Linked DNA regions of Mus musculus: region 2 is linked to region 1. Evidence: chromatin contacts called from public HiChIP or PLAC-seq data. All regions are on one chromosome and are shown on one strand. The core of a region is the stretch at or near the end of the contact, and the rest is flanking DNA. Distances in the headings are between cores, read along the strand shown.

Region 1 (3,420 bases), core at 771-3,270:
CTGATCTCTCTGGGTTCCCTGTGTTCACTAGGTGAACACGTCAGATTCACCTTCAGCGGGAAAACAGGCGTTGCCTTTGAGGGACTCGTGCTCTGCATTGCTTCAGATGACACATTAATACCTTATCTGTCCATACTATGTGCGTTTCAGCAGCAAAGGGCACTGATGTTGCTGCGTCTTCAGTCCAAAAGGATGCTGACCTCTTTCTTTACCCTCCAATCTGGCTTCCATTCTCATTCAGGCTTCCATGCTCAAAGCTCACCCCAGTACCTGCCACCTCTATGTACTCTTCTTCTACCACACGAAATTGTGGACACCTGGATTTGGGCCAACTATTTCCTATTTTCTCCATCTCCTAGAGAGAAGAGTTTGGGACTGTATCCCTACATCCTAGTCACATTTTCAGAACCAAGAAAGACTGTCCACATAAAAACGCCGGCAAGACCCTCCACTCCAAAATCTAGGCTTACCTTAGTCTCGGTCTTGGTAGCTAACAATATAAATGACATACTCTGTTGTTTTCATGTTTGTTTTGTTTGGGGAGACAAGGTTTCTCTCTGTAGCCCGGATGTCTTGAAACTCACTCTATAGACTAGGTCAGCCTAGACTTCTCTGAGATCCTCCTGCCTCTGCCTCAAAGGCAGAAGACAACACTTCAAATGACACTTTTTAACACCTAGAAGCTAAAGAGAAAAGAAACTGAAATTTTCAATTTTTATAAGACAGTCCTGGTCTCTGCAGGCAGAGAACACAGATCCTCCTGAAGTCATCCCACAAGGCCCATTATTGATTTTTTTTCTCCTGCCCTACCCCCACCTACTGCCCTGTTTGTTTTAGTTACGAAATGCTTTGGGCACCTTGGATTTAACTGAAAAGTAACCTTGAAACACCGAGGCCCTCATGCCAGAGGCAAATCGCTGCCTCCCGGGTATTGGCTGCAGCTAAACGGGTCTCTCCAGGCCGACTGAGGTGGGTAGCCAGAAAGAGGACTGAGGTAACTGACGACCAGGGCGGCCAGACCACGCGAGTCCTACGCGCCTCCTGAGGCCGCCCCGGGACTTAACTGTAACGGGGAGGGGCCTCCGGAGCAGCGGCCAGCGAGTTAAAGGTGTGTACACAGTTTTTCTAAATAGGACAGCGCTTTGCAAATTGGCTGTCACCTGCTTGTTGTTTTGACAGGGAATGTGCACTAAAAGGGAGGAAACCCGAGATAAATAAATCTGGCTTGCCTCGCTTTGCAGGCCACCAAGGCGGTACGCGCCTTCGGATTGACGAACCCCGTGCTTGGGGCGATGAGGAGGGGCGGGGCGGGAGCAGGAGACCTGAGTTTCTCCAAGGGTGGCTTGATCCCAGGTCTCTGGGTCCACGGAAGACTCCCCGTGGACGTAAAGGAAGGGACTCCACCAGGGCGCCAGCACGCCTGCTTGCAGGTCGGGGTCTTGGGAGTGCCAGGGACAGCAGGAGATGGGCTAGCTCGGGGCGCCCAGCGGCAGGTGCGGAACGCTAGCCCTGGCTTCCTCTCACCTAAGTGTGAGCTGATTATTCAAATGGGCTGCCCGGGGTCTGGGGATTGGAGGCCAGCGCCAGCGCACCGCGCTATATCACCAGCCGCTCACGTCATTGCGGCACTTGTCCGCTGCGCGGTCCACACCTCCTCCTCCTCCTCCTCCCCCTCCTCTCGCTCTCCCCCCGCCCGCCCCCACGCCGCTAGCTTCCCGCCGCCTCCCGGCAGCTCGACACTGCCAGCCTCAGCCTGCACCGGCAGCCCCGGGAGCGCGGCGACAGAGTGCACGCCCGACGGCGAGTCTCGGGTTCCGGCCTCCAGGGTTCTTCGGCCCCCTCCTCCGCCAGCCACCTTCCCGCCCACTCCCAGCTACTTCCCGCCGCAGGCCGCGGGAGAGAGAGAGGAAGTGGAGTCCAGAGAGGGAGAGAGGGGGAGCGCGAGAGAGGGCGGGAGGGAGGGGACGGTACCATTGCTGACTTTTTTTTTTAAGAGGGTGGGGGTGGGGGCTGATTGCTGGTCGTTTGTTGTGGCTGTTAAATTTTAAACCGCCATGCACTCGGCTTCCAGTATGCTGGGAGCCGTGAAGATGGAAGGGCACGAGCCATCCGACTGGAGCAGCTACTACGCGGAGCCCGAGGTAAGCTCTTGCCCTGGCCAGGGAGAAGTGGGGTGACAGCTATCTCCGCGTCCCCAGCCTCCGCACGCTCCCTTCACCGGTACCCGCCCCCCCACCTCTAGCCTTCCTGGACAGCCGCCTTTTCCGCCCTCCTTCTACTCAAATGGGTCTCTTTTTTATACGACACACTGTTAGCCTTGAGATAATATTAACTTTGTGATCAAATATTGACTTGCGGCGCCTCCAAATCCTCTTCGTGGCCGAGCCACGCACTATCCTAACAGAGTTATGTTTGGCAGCGCGCGGCTGGGGAGGGGTGGGAGGTCGGCTGGCGAGGGGGTGGGGAGCTGGGGAAGAGAAGGTGGGTAGGAGTTGGGGACAGAGGTACAGGCAAAGAATCAAAGACCAGTGGACAAAGAGAAAAAAAGTTTGTCGCTACGAAGCCGGGACACTAACAGTTCCTAGCCGAGTTGGCGGTCCCTTCCTTATTCCTCCACGCGATGCCTCCAGCTGCTCCCGGACTCTGTGCAGGCACTGCGCTTCACTCCCCTATGACTAAGGAGTGGGGTCCCGGTACGAAACCCCAGAATAGAGGACACTGAGATGATTTTCGCTTGAGACTGCCCCAGTGAGGTTCCAAAGGTGGCTTTTGACTACCTGGGATAGCAACGGAGATTTCCGGCCTCGGTGCTGACTCAGTGTGCTGGCCAGCTGATTTGAGGAGCCCCTAGGGAGAGTAAAATACATTTGGGGCGCCTGAGTTGGCGGTGGTCCAGGTCACTGAAGTTCTAGAATCTGGGCGAGGCTGAGCCTCAGGTCCCGCTGGCCCTAGGGCGATCTCTTTTCCGGCTCTCTTTGGGGCCCAGAGGACTTGGTGTTGGTGCACTGGGATCCAGGGAAAGCAAGAGATTCCAGAGGCTTGCACGAATTGCGGGGGACTGGGTCCAACTGGTGGGTGGGTGGGAAGATCGGGCGAGCTCAGCCTAGGTGCTAACCTGTCTCCTCCCCGGGCTCTGTCCGCAGGGCTACTCTTCCGTGAGCAACATGAACGCCGGCCTGGGGATGAATGGCATGAACACATACATGAGCATGTCCGCGGCTGCCATGGGCGGCGGTTCCGGCAACATGAGCGCGGGCTCCATGAACATGTCATCCTATGTGGGCGCTGGAATGAGCCCGTCGCTAGCTGGCATGTCCCCGGGCGCCGGCGCCATGGCGGGCATGAGCGGCTCAGCCGGGGCGGCCGGCGTGGCGGGCATGGGACCTCACCTGAGTCCGAGTCTGAGCCCGCTCGGGGGAC
Region 2 (3,374 bases), core at 443-2,942, 610 kb before region 1:
AAAAACAAACAAACAAAAAAAAAAAAAAAAGGAAAGAAAGAAAAAGAAAAGTTCCCAGCAAGTGGATAGAGTCACATGGCTAGGTGTTGATAACTCCTCTGCCCCAACCCCATGAAGCCAGGTGCGTTTAAGTGAGAAAGAATTACAAATATATTTTGTCTGCAGAATTCTGGTCTAAGTTGTTAGAGGTCATCAAAGTAAAGTCTAAGAATTACAGTCAGGCCCATCTGCATTTGCAGTATGAAGGCTAACAACGTGGCTTCTGCCTACAACAGTGACTAGAGCTAGCTTGTAAGCAGTTGTTCACATAACTCCACTTTGTTCTTCTTATATGTCATGCAGCATGTTGGGGCATAGCCATGGTTGGATGCCACCCTTGCCTTGGTCCTGAGGTGAGGCTGTGGGAATATGTGGGGGAACAAATTAGGTTACCCATGATGACCAGGAAGTAAAGAGAAGGGGCTGAAAAGATACATCCCTAGTGACCCCTTTACTCCAGTTAAGCCCCATCCCTTACCTTACAACATACCCCAATGATGCTTTTATATTATGAATCCATCAAGGGATTAATACACAATCAAGTCAGAGCCCAAGCCATGCTATGTCCCATAAAGATAAAAAGCTTGGACATTTTCTCAAAGACTCCCCAGAAAGTAGAATAAAACATGCACAGAACTATACTGAGAAGCAGGAATTATTGTAGAAAGTCTGAATGAGACAATGTGGTTTGAATGAGAACTGTTCCCCATAGTTATTAACCAAGTATTTGAATACTTGGTCCCCAGTGTGTAGCACTGTCTGGGAGGTTGTAGAACCTTTAAGAGGTACAGCTTTCTGGAGGAAGTATGCCATTGGGAATGGGCTTTGAGAGTTTATACCTCTAACCTATAACCACTTTCTGCTTTGCTGTTGAAGATGTGTCTCAGCTTCCTTTCCAGCCACCTACTGTGATGCCTCCCCTACCATTGTAGACTCCCTATAGAGTCTACAATGCTACAATCTAAGCTAAAATATATAAGCTAAAATCAACTCTTTCTTTTATAAGTAGTTTTTGGTCAGTATTTTATCACAGCAACAGAAAAGTAGCTAATACAGGTGGCTAGGCCTTTCACGCATGGGTCATCAGGGAATATTTCATACCCAGACCATAACAATCTGGCCTAGAGGCATCTCATCATAAAGAGTAGCCATGCCGATCATACCATATTATATGCTTTCCTGAGGGTTACTTGGTTTTATAGCTACTAAAATGTTAGCTGTATTTCTCCATAGGGTCATCTATCTGTTGAATATTAGAATTTATTGTACTTCCAGTAGGAGGGGAAAGTGGAAACAGCACGTAACATGAAAAGGCAGTGCTATTTTCAGTACTAAATTGAGTGCAGGGAGCTTGCAGAGATGTAATGAATCAGCTTATGCAGTCACCAGGGACACTTAAATGATTGAAATACCTAGAAATAAAATCATATGGTTGACTCATGGAGACACATCTTCATAGGGAATCAGAGATATTCTGATTCTGAAAGATCAATGATGGAGAATTTAGTCATAGATCCAGAAAAGGGAGTCATTAGCATATTTTCCTGTTCAGATTCCCAACACACTAAGAATGGAGGCCTGCAGTCTTGAGAGAAGGGATGAGACACTGAGCTGGTCACTATAGCAACTAAGTGGTCAGACTCAGGCCTGACAGTCAGGAAGAACCTAGTGGGGCCACCCAAGTTTTCCAGGATGGCAAGAGACTTTTTAGTCACTCTAGGGAGTTCCATAGCCCTTGGTAAGTATTAAGAACCCTGTCCTGAAACATCTCAATATACAATCATCAACCTGAATTCTCATTAAACAAGAAAGAAAGCTTGTATGCAAAGGCAATCTGGTCACATCTGAGACACCCTTCCCCCCCCCCCCCCCAACACGTACTCCCCTCCCAGGAATGGTTGGTGGGCATAGCAAGCCATCTCCTAGGCAGAGACTGGAAAAAGAATGCAGGACTAGTGCTAATGTTATTTAACCAGAGATTGACAGAAAACAAAAGAGGACTCTGGTTCCCTGAGGGGGAGGACAAATGAGATGGGAGACTGAATTATTCATTTTTATTTACCTCTCCGGAACAGGCTGAAAAAGCTTATTTAGTAAAGGAATGAAAATGAGAGAAACGGGACCCAGCTGGCTCTGGAGAGAGGAGAGAGGCAAAGGCAAATGACATCTGGGTTCTGAATTATTTATTTGTCTTTATTCATCTGTTGGTTGTCTTTCATTCATTATAGCTCCATAGCTATGATTGATAGTAGAAGGCTTTGAAAAATAATAATAATAATAACAAAAATACAAAGTAAAGACCCAGAGTTATAAACCGCATTTATTCAAGGAATGATGTTTTACCATAGTAAATAGTAATTAACTTTAATAAAAGTCCTCAAAGATTAGTATAGATGATCATAGGATTGATGCTGTTCTCTTCAATAACCAAACACTGGTCATATTTGAGAAGGACCTTGCTTGCAAGTGTCAGTGCAGGTAAGGAGTAGGGGTGGCGTGGAGGTGGGGTTCCTGAGACAGCCTATCTGTGGAGTATCTTTTTTTTTTTTTTTTTTTTTTTTTTTTTTTAACTTCAGCAGAAGCAGATTCCAGGGCATGCTATCTTCCTTGTGCCCTAGAGTTGATTCACCAGGGATAAGGTTCAGAGCCCTTTGTATCACATACCTACTCTCTAGTCACCAGAAATAATTTCTCATGCCTTTAAATTGCACACTTAATTGAGTTGGGTCCAAAGCAAGAAAGGATGTGGCTGGACAGGTGTGGATGGGTGGTTAAGAGAGATGTTATTGATTCCATGGAAGAAATGATTCTTTCTTTATAGGTCTAGTGTTTGAAAATTTAAAAGAAGAAAAGAAAAAGCATTAATAAAAAGAGAGAAAAGGAAATGGTCCCTTAAGTAATTCTTTTATTTTTTTCTGGGACCCAAGAGGTGGCTCAGCAGGTAAGAGTGCATACTGCTTTTGTAGAGGACCTTTATTTGGTTTCTAGCAGTCATATCAACCAGCTCACAAGACCCTCTGTGTCTCCAGAGGATCTGTGACCCTTTTTTGGTATCTGTGGGATACCTGAATTCATATTAAAATTCTCACTCCAAGCTTACACCCATGTGTGGGTGAACACACACACACACACACAGACACACAGACACACACACAACTAAATTCTTCAAGGAGAGTTTTTTTTTTCCAAACAAAAGTGTGTGCAACAAATACTCAAATTACTCAAGATGAGATTTAAGGTCTGAAAGTTTCTATGGGGAGATGAAGAGATTAAGCCTTGCATTTTTGAGATTTATAGTGAGAAGTGGTACAAAGATTATTGATGAAGCTCTTGGA

The links. HiChIP or PLAC-seq counts read pairs in DNA pulled down with a chosen protein or histone mark.
Region 2: an H3K4me3 HiChIP or PLAC-seq map of stem cell-derived neural progenitor cells shows a contact between it and region 1, with 3 times the contacts expected there. The contact joins the enhancer-like site here to the promoter of Foxa2 in region 1. A contact is called at or near these places in 5 of 39 promoter capture datasets (the 3T3-L1 cell line, the HPC-7 cell line, the SN4741 cell line and 2 more), 1 of 484 Hi-C or Micro-C datasets (myocytes), 3 of 115 datasets of contacts at active chromatin or transcription factors (embryonic forebrain, embryonic stem cells and stem cell-derived neural progenitor cells) and 1 of 9 other capture datasets (macrophages).

What each region holds. Positions count from the first base shown.
Region 1 is chr2:148,044,548-148,047,967 of GRCm38.p6, reverse strand. Foxa2 (forkhead box A2) reads left to right here and starts at 2,020. Exons shown (of 2, transcript NM_001291065.1): 1 at 2,020-2,141; 2 at 3,144-3,420. The coding sequence starts at 2,055.
Region 2 is chr2:148,649,474-148,652,847 of GRCm38.p6, reverse strand. No RefSeq gene overlaps it. Among named protein-coding and RNA genes, the nearest start is that of Nxt1, 21 kb to the left of the region's middle. Within about 2 kb of position 1,692, at least 17 of the 459 cell types and tissues checked have an H3K27ac peak or open chromatin away from gene starts, as enhancers often do. A contact at or near this core is called in stem cell-derived neural progenitor cells, where this site is marked.